Regions from separate parts of the Mus musculus genome. Here region 1 is linked to region 2. Evidence: chromatin contacts called from public Hi-C data. All regions are on one chromosome and are shown on one strand. The core of a region is the stretch at or near the end of the contact, and the rest is flanking DNA. Distances in the headings are between cores, read along the strand shown.

Region 1 (5,190 bases), core at 2,031-4,530, 160 kb before region 2:
AGAGTAAATTGAAGTTTACAAAAACCTTCGTGGTTAATGAGAATAAACAAAACATAAAATAAGGTGGTACTGATTAAACAGACACTATTGTGGGTTTTTTTCAAGCATATATGATTTTTTTTTCTACTCTAAATCCTACAAATCAGTATTTTGAGTAAGGAATGTAGATTAGGATCCAAATAACATGTTGCACGTACCATGTAGTGCCAATAAGAGAGAATAAAATGTTTGTGTGTAGCAAAAGGGGCACTCAGCTCAAAACAAAACAAAACAAAACAAAACAAAACAAAACAAACAAAACAAAACCCTGAAGCACTTATCAAAGGCAAGAAAAGCATTCCTTCCACAGTTGTCTGGCCATAACCTTGAAAACAACAGACCATCATTTTAAAGACTGGAGGAGAATTCTCCACTTCTCTATTTTCATAGGGAGAGGTTTTCAAAGAGAAGTTAGTCAACAGTAACAACAACAAAAAACAAACAAACAAGCATCTTACATTTATACAGCATCCCCGGTGAGTGAAAACCAGAAGGCTGAGAATTTCCTTACATGGTTCCGGCCTACATACCAAAATACTAAGGTTCCTTCTCTTCAAGATTTCACTTACAGCCATCTTTTATAACAGAGGAAACAACAGGTTTCTATTTTACACGGATGTAAGGTGAAGCCCCAGAGAATTTGAATGACTTCCTAGAGCCCCCACCCTGGCTTCTTGGCAGCCAGATGCCCTTCATAGTGAAGAGCATATGCCTGAACAGTTAGTCGAATTCCAAACTGTTTGCTGAGTGCCTATTATGTACCAGGATATAGTCCTGGTAGAGGCAATGTTTGCTCCTTTGTGAAGGTAGTTTCGTGGTAGAGCCCATATATAAGTAAACAAACTTATATTAGCATGTTTAAAGTTCCTTGAATAGAAGAAATGGGATAGCAACCCAGAGAGGGCACTTACATTTGTGGGAATGATCAAGAGATGCAATGTTGAACAGAAACTGGACAATCCTGAGTAGGGAGCAGGCTTAGTTACCTTCCGGGGTGACCAGGTGGGAAGAAAAATTCAAGTGTGAGCTGTACTGTCTCCAGCCCTCTCTCCCCTATATAGGCTTCATGTGAACCTTCTGGTTAAGGAGCATGCTCCTTCTATTATCAGTGTGCCCAAAGCAGCCCGTCTCACTCACCATCCTTCATCTTTTGACAAGTTAAAAATAACTAAGGATTGTCATTGGCTTCCCTAGCCCTTCTTAGGGTTCCACTTGGGAACATAAAGGTCCAAGCCCAGGGTTGGGCATCTAGCTTAATAAAAAAGCATTTTTCAGGCACATATAAAATTCTGGATCCTGTCCCCAACACTGAAAAATGATTTTTCCATATATTTACCTTGAAGCCTTTATGATAAATGTATTTAGCATGATCTTAAAAACTGACAAAAATAAGGCTTGGACATTTTTTTAAAAAAATCAATATACAATGACAATCCTCTCACACCAGCCTCAATTTAATCTTTATTTTCTGGCCCAGAGAGTACGTCAAATTTTTGCAGTGTATCATCATGTACAGAACTCACTACCAAGCATTTTTGTTTTGCTTTCATGTAGACTCTACTGTATTAGAGTGAGGTTTTACTGGGATATATGTATAAGCATACAGTATATATGTGTGTGTGTGTGTGTGTGTATATATATATATATGTGTGTGTGTATGTATGTGTGTATTATGTGTGTGTATATGTGTGTGTATATATATATATATATATGTATATATATATATATATATATCCTGCTTACAGTAGTGCTTGAACTGGGTCCTTCTGTAGACTGCCTCAAGGAGTACCGGAATAATTTGTCCAAAAAGAGACTAATAATAAACCAGACTTCCATTTGCTGAGCGTCAAGCCCAGTGTTCATTTGTCTTTTTTTTTTTTGTACATGGAGGTATTTAATCTTCATTGACCCTTAGAATATGAATCCCATTTAAAATCAATGGCTAAGAGATTGGTGTTGTGAGATAACAACCTTTTGAGTCTGACTACAGTAGGATTTGCTCAGGGAGGTTGTACAGAGCCAAGATGCAGCTGCACCTGGTTCAAAATGGAGTAAGAGGCTGAGACCAGTCTAGGCAAAGCTCAAAGTGGGATAATTACAATGATGTTTTCTCCCTCTCTCTGTTCTTTAAAACTATTCTCACTCCTATCATTTACGGGACACAGCACGTTTTAAAACTCATTATGCCTCTTATAAAACAAGGCAATTCAGCAGCACCAGAAAGGTGCCCCTACTCTTGCATACACATCCTCTTCAGCACTGTACTGCTTTAGTGTTGTTGGCTACTGTTTTTTAATAGGATCTTATACTATGTAGCCCTAGCTGGCATGGAACCGGCCCATGTAAAACCAGGCTAGTCACCTGAAACTCACACACATCTGTCTACCTCTGCCTTCCCTGGGCTGCATTCTGAAAGCAATGGATTCCATTTCCTGGCTAACCACTTCTTCAAGCATTTGCTAGATGCTTTTCTTTTAGGGTACCATTTTCAGTCACATTTGTAGAGAATGATAGAGAAAGACCTTCCTTTGCCTTACTTCATGGCCCAGAATACAAATAGTCCAACTTCCCGGGGCTCCACCATCATGGTGTCTACTTGGAATCAGAGCCGAAGTCCAGAGTATGGGTCTTTCTCAAAGTAAAGGTAAGTTCTAGGCCATGTTTTCCCATTCTGAAGGGTATTCAGTGAAGCTGCCACAAACGCACTGGTGAAATGCAGTTGATAAAATCCGCAGTGAGGGACGTACGTACAAGTACTGCCCACCACATCCCTGGGCTGAGCCCTGGGACCATACGTCAGAGCTGGAAGAGTACTCAGTTCCTGCTGCCTGTATTCCCTAGGTACCTCTGCCAAAAGCTGTCATCCCCTGCCACTCCTCCCAGCCCTCCCCTGAAAGGGCAGGCTACCCATGCTAACAACCTGCCACTACCACGAGATATACTCACAAAACACACAGGCAGTACACGCCAGGGACACTCTCGCTGTCTCGCAGCAGATAGCTTCCATCCAGCCCGGTAGCGAGTAAGAGCTTCTCCCCGGTCTCCCTGCTGATTTTGCCGTGGTACACAGTCACTGCATCCATGCCTAGCAAACTCTTTGATGGGCCCAGAAGAAGGATGGTAAAAAGGAAACTTTGCTGCTGCTGTTGCCGCTGCAGTGGCTTACTGGGCAGTATTGAGAGAGAGAGAGAGAGAGAGAGAGAGAGAGAGAGAGAGAGAGAGAGAGAGAGAGAGAGAGAGAAACACCCTAACAACAGGATGTTGTCTACCTGCCTTAAAACCTCTTCTCACACTTCAATTCAGGCCAGCTCAGCAGTTTAACAGCTTCAAACTTGTCATGGGTTTGATCATCTATTCTCCAACAAAGGTTTGTGGTGGGGGAGGGGGCACGCTGAAAAGGTGAACACTTGCAGTATTTGAGCTGTGCCAGCAACGCAAACAGAGCTTGCACAAAGATGAGAAACTTGCTAGTGCCTTTGTTCTTGTGTAGTTCCTGCAAACTTCGAAGCCATTGACAATGACTTGTCTTAACGAGTGAACAAAAGAATTGGTGATAGAAGTGAATGGGACGTGTTCATCATGAGGGGCAGAAGCAGACTGACAAAATAAAAGCATAAAAGCAGTCAAGCTACAAAACCACAGCAGAACATGGCTGCAAGGCTTCCACAGCATCACCAAGGGCTACTGAACTACAGACTTTGGGACTAGATGGTCCTGAAACAGCTTTCTTTTCTTCAATGCTGATGATGGAATTCGGGGCCTCGCAGATGAGGTCTTCTATCCCGAAGCCATATGCCAAATCCTTGAATACACTTAGGCCAAAACAAGTATTTTTACCTTAATGTTTTGTCCAAAATCCAAAACTATGAAAAAAATTGTCATCATATTAAAAAAAAAAAAGTGTAGATGGATCTAGCTAAGGAGCTTAAGAAGACTAAATTCTTTTGTTGGTACTTCTTTGTTTTTATTATTATTAAAATCACAATATAATCACAGCATTTCTCCCTTCCCTTTTCACCCTTGAAACCCTCCCATGAATCCCTCCCTGCTCTTCAACAACATTGCTATTGTATTATTGTATTATTGCATGCATATATGTATATACGTGTAATTCCTAAACACATCCAGTTGTGCCTGTATGGTGCTATTTGTATGTATGTTTTCAGGGATAGCCATTTGGTAGTAGACGACCAATTAGTGTGCTCTTCCCACGGGTGACCACTTCTTCTACTTCCGATTTTACTCAGCTGTCTGTAGTTCTTCCTGTAGAGCTGCTGGTTTGTGGGCTTTTTCTGTCCAGTTTGGTCTGTCCATTGGTGTCCTGTGTGAACTTCTATATACCCTTTGGCATATGGGGCTAGGCCAGAATCATTGTGGATATAAAATCCATTTTACATCATCGCACAGGTGTTGATAAATGTGTTGTAACTTCTATTCTCATACATAAATGCCTACCTACATCAATGTTAAAAACATCAGAGTTTAGCCTAACCAGGACTCTATTTAGAAATCAGTTATAATGATGGCATTTTAAATATGAAAAGAAAGAAAGGGGTAATCTTCTTTTATTAAGGCATACGGACAGTAGCCCACCTAGAGTGTAACTGCTAGAACATTCAGTGTTCCATAGGTTAAAAACAAAACCTAACCTCATTTTTTTTGTCTCTGAACAACCCTGAACAAATCATCTACAAACACAGGCACAGAGAAACCTGGATCTGACGGAGCAAGCATCCCATGCATTCTTTTCTTTCTGTTTCATTCTGCATTGCTAAAATAGCACGCTTGTCAAAGCAGCCAGGTACAGTGGGCTTCAGCACAACGAAAATCACATCACAAGAGAACAGTTAAATTATACGGTAATAGTACAACTCTCACATCCACTACCTTATTGTCATCTCACAAGCAAACTGACAGGTGAGCCAGCCCACCAGTGCAGTGTTGATGAAAAATACTGACACCCTTGCTCTGCTGCTATGCAGGCACTAAGCTTGACTTTGGCAAATTCAAACTTCACACAGAGCTTGAAGTGTAGAGAATAGAGGAACTGAAATAGCTTTCTTCCTTCCCTGTCCCTGTACCCACAGTACAGGAAGACAAAGATCACATAACAGAGAAGGGGAGATAACAGTGACACCAACAGACAAAGAG
Region 2 (5,422 bases), core at 2,622-5,121:
TGTCTGCCTTTTGAATGTCAAGTCCAGCTCAGCCATGTAAGGGACAATGTGACATGGTTCAAGCCCCTGGAACAGAGTCAGCAGAGCATGGGGTTCCACAAGTGTTGATGCTTGTTGTGGACATAGGCTTGTTTGTATAATAATGTACAAATTTTCATGTTCTTCCTTGGAGGAATGTCTTCTCCGCCAAGATTAATGACTCCATGATAATCAGAGATAGCAGGAGTCCAGGAGGGTATGACTAATGTCTCCACAAAATTGTAATGCTGAGATCTCCAGGACAACCCTTCAGGCTGTGGAAAGGAACTCTGAAAACATGAGTTCAAGAATATATAATTTCTCAAGTATGCAAAATATAAGGATACAATATGAATTGTATAAGGAGCTTTGCAGACCTGAAAGAACAAAGGCAGCTGTACTGTGAGGAAGCTTGTCAGAAAACTACAAAAGCAGGCAGATACAAAGGCTGGCAGATTCCTGAGTTCAAGTTCATCCTGGGACAGAGCTAGGTTCGGCCCAGAAGTGATGGAAATGGTAATCTCAGGATAGGATCCCACCAAGCTAGCTCATTATCTGAGCTTACAAAAGCAGAGAAATCTATAAATTCGTTTACAATATTAAAAAATGTGCTTGTTATTTCTAAGAATCAAGTAGTCATGGGATGCTGACTCACAGGATAATCAAAAGGGAACCTGGGATAATAACTGAATTAATATGTAAATAAAAGACTGGGCTTTTTGTCTACAAGAGTTGAGTTATCCAGAAAGGCTTTAGAATTTCAAGGGAGGTGCTGGAGCTGTGACTAAGTGGCTGAGAGCACCGACTGTGGCTCCTAAGAATTTCAAAAGAAAGCTGTCTCGAGCAGAACATAGGCCCTCAGCTTGTAAAACTTGATTTGATTTTGAGTTGTTCTTTTCGAGGCTCCCAGACACTCCTTCCTCAGAACCCCTTCCCAAGCCAAGGCTGGACCTTGGCAGTTAAAGTCACACTAACCCAGAGTTTGCCCACCCTTAAGGCTCTATTGGTCATATTTTTACAGGTGCTACTCAACGGATGACTGCTTGAGGATACCCTTCTTGATATCTGTGATGATGGTGGTCGTGTGGCATCAGATCATGAGAAACACATCAATTCCAGCACACCCAGAAAAAAGGAAAGCATTTCCTATACCTAAATGTTTCCCCCAGCAGTTTCAATGTTTTCAGTTCTACATGAAGGTCCTTTCTCCAATTTGAGGTGATTATCCTGTGCAAGTTGATATAAATATCTAATTTTACTCTTCCAGTATTCTCAGCAAACATTTTTTAAAAGCTGTCTTTTTTTTTCACATACAGTGTCTTAATTACTTTTCTATTGCTGTGACAAGGTACCATGATCAAGGCAACTTTATAGAAGAAATAGTCTACTGGAAGCTTACATTTAAATAGTTCGCATTTATGGCCTTACTGGTGGGGATCACAGCTGCAGGCAGACAGGAAGGTACTGGAGCAGTAGCTAAGAGCTTAATCCTGATCCACAGATAGGAGGAAGAGAAAGCTAACAGGGAATGATGAGAGTCCTTTGAAATCAAAACCAGCCCCCAGTCACATACCTCTTCCAAGAAGGCCACACCTCCTAATCTTTATTAAGCAGTTCCACAAACTAGAGACCAAGCATTCAAATATATTTGAAAGGACTGGAATCAGCACAAGTTCCCCCCAGACCAAATTATCAGCATAAAGGAGATTTATTTGCCCCAGAGGGAAAAGGGGCTGGGAAAGAGAGAGAGAGAGAGAGAGAGAGAGAGAGAGAGAGAGAGAGAGAGAGAGAGAAGAAGAAGAAGGAGGAGGAGGAGGAGGAAGAAGAAGAAGAAGAAGAAGAAGAAGAAGAAGAAGAAGAAGAAGAAGAAGAAGAAGAAGAAGAAGAAGAAGAAGAAGAAGAAGAGAGGGAAAAGGCAACAAAAACAAGGGAAGGGGGAAGGAATATTTACCCTAGGAGGGAGGGTCAAAAGACTGCCTCTGGACAGAGAGAAGACAACAACATGGCCCATAGGCAAATGGCAGTTTATAAAGGGAAACTCTGTGTTAGAATGAGTTAGTTTGTTTTGATTGGGCATGTTAAGTAGGGTTGCCAAATGGGGTCTTTTGGTAGCTGGATCTTAGTGGCCAGCCTCAGGGAAAGGAAATGGCAAAATAAGGGAATAGACTGATGTGTCTAGCTTTAAGAATTTAATCTAACAGTTCAGCTAGGCAGAGGGAATGGGGGAAAGGTAAGGTCTGCCAGAGCCATGTTTGCCATGTTCAGGTCTGCAAGACCCCTTCAATGTGAGCCTGTGAAGGCCATTCTCATCCAAATCACCACATATGGTTTGGGCACTATTGTCAAGAACTGAATGGTTATAGCTGCATAGATTTATTTCTAGTGCCTCTATTCTATTCTATTGGTCTACATGTTTGTCTATGTATAATGCCATGATATTTTTGTTACTATGGCTCTGCTATAGTTTTGCAAAGTAGAAAAGTCTGCATTCGTGGAGGCTTACACAGACTCCTTACTTCTTTTGCCTCTAACACCACTCTGGGGCATCTTCTCATTTCTCTGCCGCACTACAGGGGTTTATTCTTTCTCTTACACTTCCAAAGACCAATATTTCTGCCTTTCCCATGACTGTTGACTTGTTTTTGCAGTCTAATGGCATCCCAAGGCACCTTCTTCTTTGTGTAGCCACATGCCTCTTATTTTCTCCAGAGTTGCAGGCAGTGGTATCTATAGAGTCATCATCTTCCTGTGCCTTTTTTTTTTACTAGTTTCCTCTACTTCTGTTACTCTAAAACAATAGGTCTCAAACTGGCCAGTTCCCTTATTTCTAAACAAGAGCAAAATTATCCACCCATCTCTTAGAAGCTCAAACATGTAAAAAATAATGGCATGCCATGAGAGGAGAGAAGGTAGGAGGCAAAGTGGAGGGAAGTACTTGACAAGTGATAACCATACTGATTCCTAAATCAAAAGATGGGAGAGTGGAAGGACCAAGCAGCCTGGCTGGTAGGAAAGATGTGTGGGTGGTATTGGTGCCTCCCATATGCAACCACATTCAACTTTATACCCCACTTATGGCATCACCCATTTAGTGGTTGACCTACATTCTGGAATTTCCAGGACAGACATAATTCTACTTCTTCACCCCACCCCACCTGCACCCCAACCCCCGCCAGGGGGAATACATGTCAAAGTTAGGGAAATAGAGACCCACAGTCAAAGGACATATTCCTGATCCCCCTCTTTTCATTTCTCCCTTTCTCTCCTGTGAAGAATTTTTTTTTTCCAGAGTTCTTTCATACAGAATCAAACAGAACTGGAAGGTAAATCTCCTGGGTGGAAAAAGAAAGCAACAAAACTCCATGACTTCCGTGTAATACATTTCAACACCAAATAGAAATGGCTGAGAGATCAAGTCTGTTCTATTTATCTGTGACTTCTAGTTTCTCCCTACCCAACCCTTCCCTCGGCCTCGGCCTTCTTTTCTCCAGAGGTGGCTAAAGTGGAAAAAGCATTTGTCTCTCAGCTGATCAACTGGGACTGGGAGAAGAGAAAAAGAATGATTTCAGTTCTGCAGCAAGTGTGAGCGCGGGTTTTTCAATGCCTTCCTCCCCTCTTTTTAATTAATGAACAATCTGGCCCATTACTGCTCCCGTAGGTATGCAAAATAGCTTCTAGTTTGAAATCCCAGTTGTTGAATGTACTCTGTGGGGCACATTGCCACCCCCTGTTTTGCATAAGAAACCGCGGTTTCCAAGATAAGAATCTTTTCATTTAGCTGTCATGAGCTCATCCTTTTTCCTGTGCCTTGTAGCTCCGACTCCTTTGAGTCAATACCCAAACAATGACTGCCAGCGTTCAGCCGCCCTCCTGCCCCCAATCCCCGGAAGACAGAAGGATGTGGCCTCCGGAAGCCTGCCTAGGAAGGCACCCCGAGTTCTTTTCAGTCCTTAGATGTCAAGAGGGCCAGAAGAAAGATCTGAGAAGCACTGAAAATCTTCCACCCGCTTTATAGCCGACCCTGTGGGGGAGGGGGGAGACCTGAATGAGATGGTGTGTGGTAGGGGGTGGACATGCAAGTACCCTGGGATCATGAACTTAAACAGCCTGGGAAAATCTAAGGGCTGGGAGTTAGGAACCCATCAATGTGCACAGCTGCTACATCACTCCAAGTCCTCTGTCCCTGATCATCAGACTGCATCCTGCTGGTGCCCTTTGGTTTGGAACCATCACGCCCACAGCACAAACCACACAATAACACTCCATTCCAAGTAAAAACTAGAGGTGACACGGAGATTCCGTGGAATTCAAGCCCTTGCCTCTGTCTGTGGGTAAATTCAGGCCAGGGGGTGGGGGTGGGGGAGCAGCTTGCTAAGAGCAGTCACATAGTTAGCTGAAGACATGGGTGTTGAAACTCCAGTTTCATGCTGTTTATCCTGCCGCACATGGCTGCTTCTGGAAGGAATCAATAACATTTGTGTACAAAAAACCGAGGGGGGAAAAAGACAAGATAGGAGATTAAACAAGATCATGGTAAACTACAAAGTCTATACAAACAGTAGGGGTTTTATTGTTAGCCTTCTCATTTGCAGGAGATAGTTACAAAAGAGCAAAATTTAACCTTTGCCAGGATAAAAAGAATTTTATAGAAAGTAGTGAGTTCCCAGACAAATAAATGCAATCCTTTTACCTAGAGAGGGAATGTTTGCATCAACTCAGACCTTTCTCCTTATTTCTTCGTAGGAGGAAAGAAATAATACAACAAAGGAGCTTTAATTGAACCATAGACAGCTAATGTGTAGGCAGCAGGATACCAGGTGCACCGAAGTCCACAAGAATTGGAATAAACAAAGACCCTGCCTTTACAGAGAGGGCAAGCTGGGTTGATACGCTGTCGTTTGGGCTGCAGTTTGATCATAAGCCGGCCTGCGTCAAGGCCAACCCTGTGTATCCCTGGTAACTTCCAGCACAGCATAGTGCTCACTGTAGGTGCCTAGTCTATCCTTACTGATTGGCTGGTTAAGTAAGATCCCGTGCTGCCTCTGAAATGTTCCCAGGGCTGCTTTTTCTCCATGCTTGGCATCAAAGAAGATTCATCACAGTTTCAAAGAAACAGTTCTGCTATCAGTGCCCCCGAGAAATTTCCAGTGATTCACAGAATGCTTGACTTTCAAGGGTTTAGAGGGAAACATTGACCTTCCAGGCACCAGAAGTCATGTTTCAATGTCACTAATGAAACTGATGAGGAAAAAAAAAAAAACCACAGAAAAAATGAGACGGAAATGTGTCCATCATTTGCCCAGCAGTTTTTGGAAGTCAGAAACCTCATGTTCTACACCTCCCTTAAGGATCGTTGGCAGTTAATGGTTGCTGAGGGAGGGGGATCATTTTCTTCTGTAGCAAA

What was found. Hi-C and Micro-C count contacts between places; a contact is called where the count stands out from the background.
Region 1: a Hi-C map of Th2 cells shows a contact between it and region 2, with 2.3 times the contacts expected there. The contact joins the promoter of Sh2d1a here to the enhancer-like site in region 2. A contact is called at or near these places in 6 of 39 promoter capture datasets (cranial neural crest, embryonic stem cells, hematopoietic stem and progenitor cells and 2 more), 2 of 15 datasets of contacts at CTCF or cohesin (CD8 T cells and stem cell-derived epiblast-like cells), 27 of 484 Hi-C or Micro-C datasets (CD4 T cells, CD8 T cells, the HL-1 cell line and 12 more), 14 of 115 datasets of contacts at active chromatin or transcription factors (CD4 single positive thymocytes, CD8 T cells, DN3 thymocytes and 10 more) and 5 of 9 other capture datasets (adipose tissue, embryonic stem cells, liver and 2 more).

What each region holds. Positions count from the first base shown.
Region 1 is chrX:42,500,655-42,505,844 of GRCm38.p6, reverse strand. Sh2d1a (SH2 domain containing 1A) reads right to left here and starts at 3,280. Exons shown (of 4, transcript NM_011364.4): 1 at 2,986-3,280. The coding sequence starts at 3,122.
Region 2 is chrX:42,342,105-42,347,526 of GRCm38.p6, reverse strand. No RefSeq gene overlaps it. Among named protein-coding and RNA genes, the nearest start is that of B230118I11Rik, 33 kb to the left of the region's middle. Within about 2 kb of position 3,871, at least 78 of the 459 cell types and tissues checked have an H3K27ac peak or open chromatin away from gene starts, as enhancers often do. A contact at or near this core is called in CD4 single positive thymocytes, CD8 T cells, DN3 thymocytes and 14 more, where this site is marked.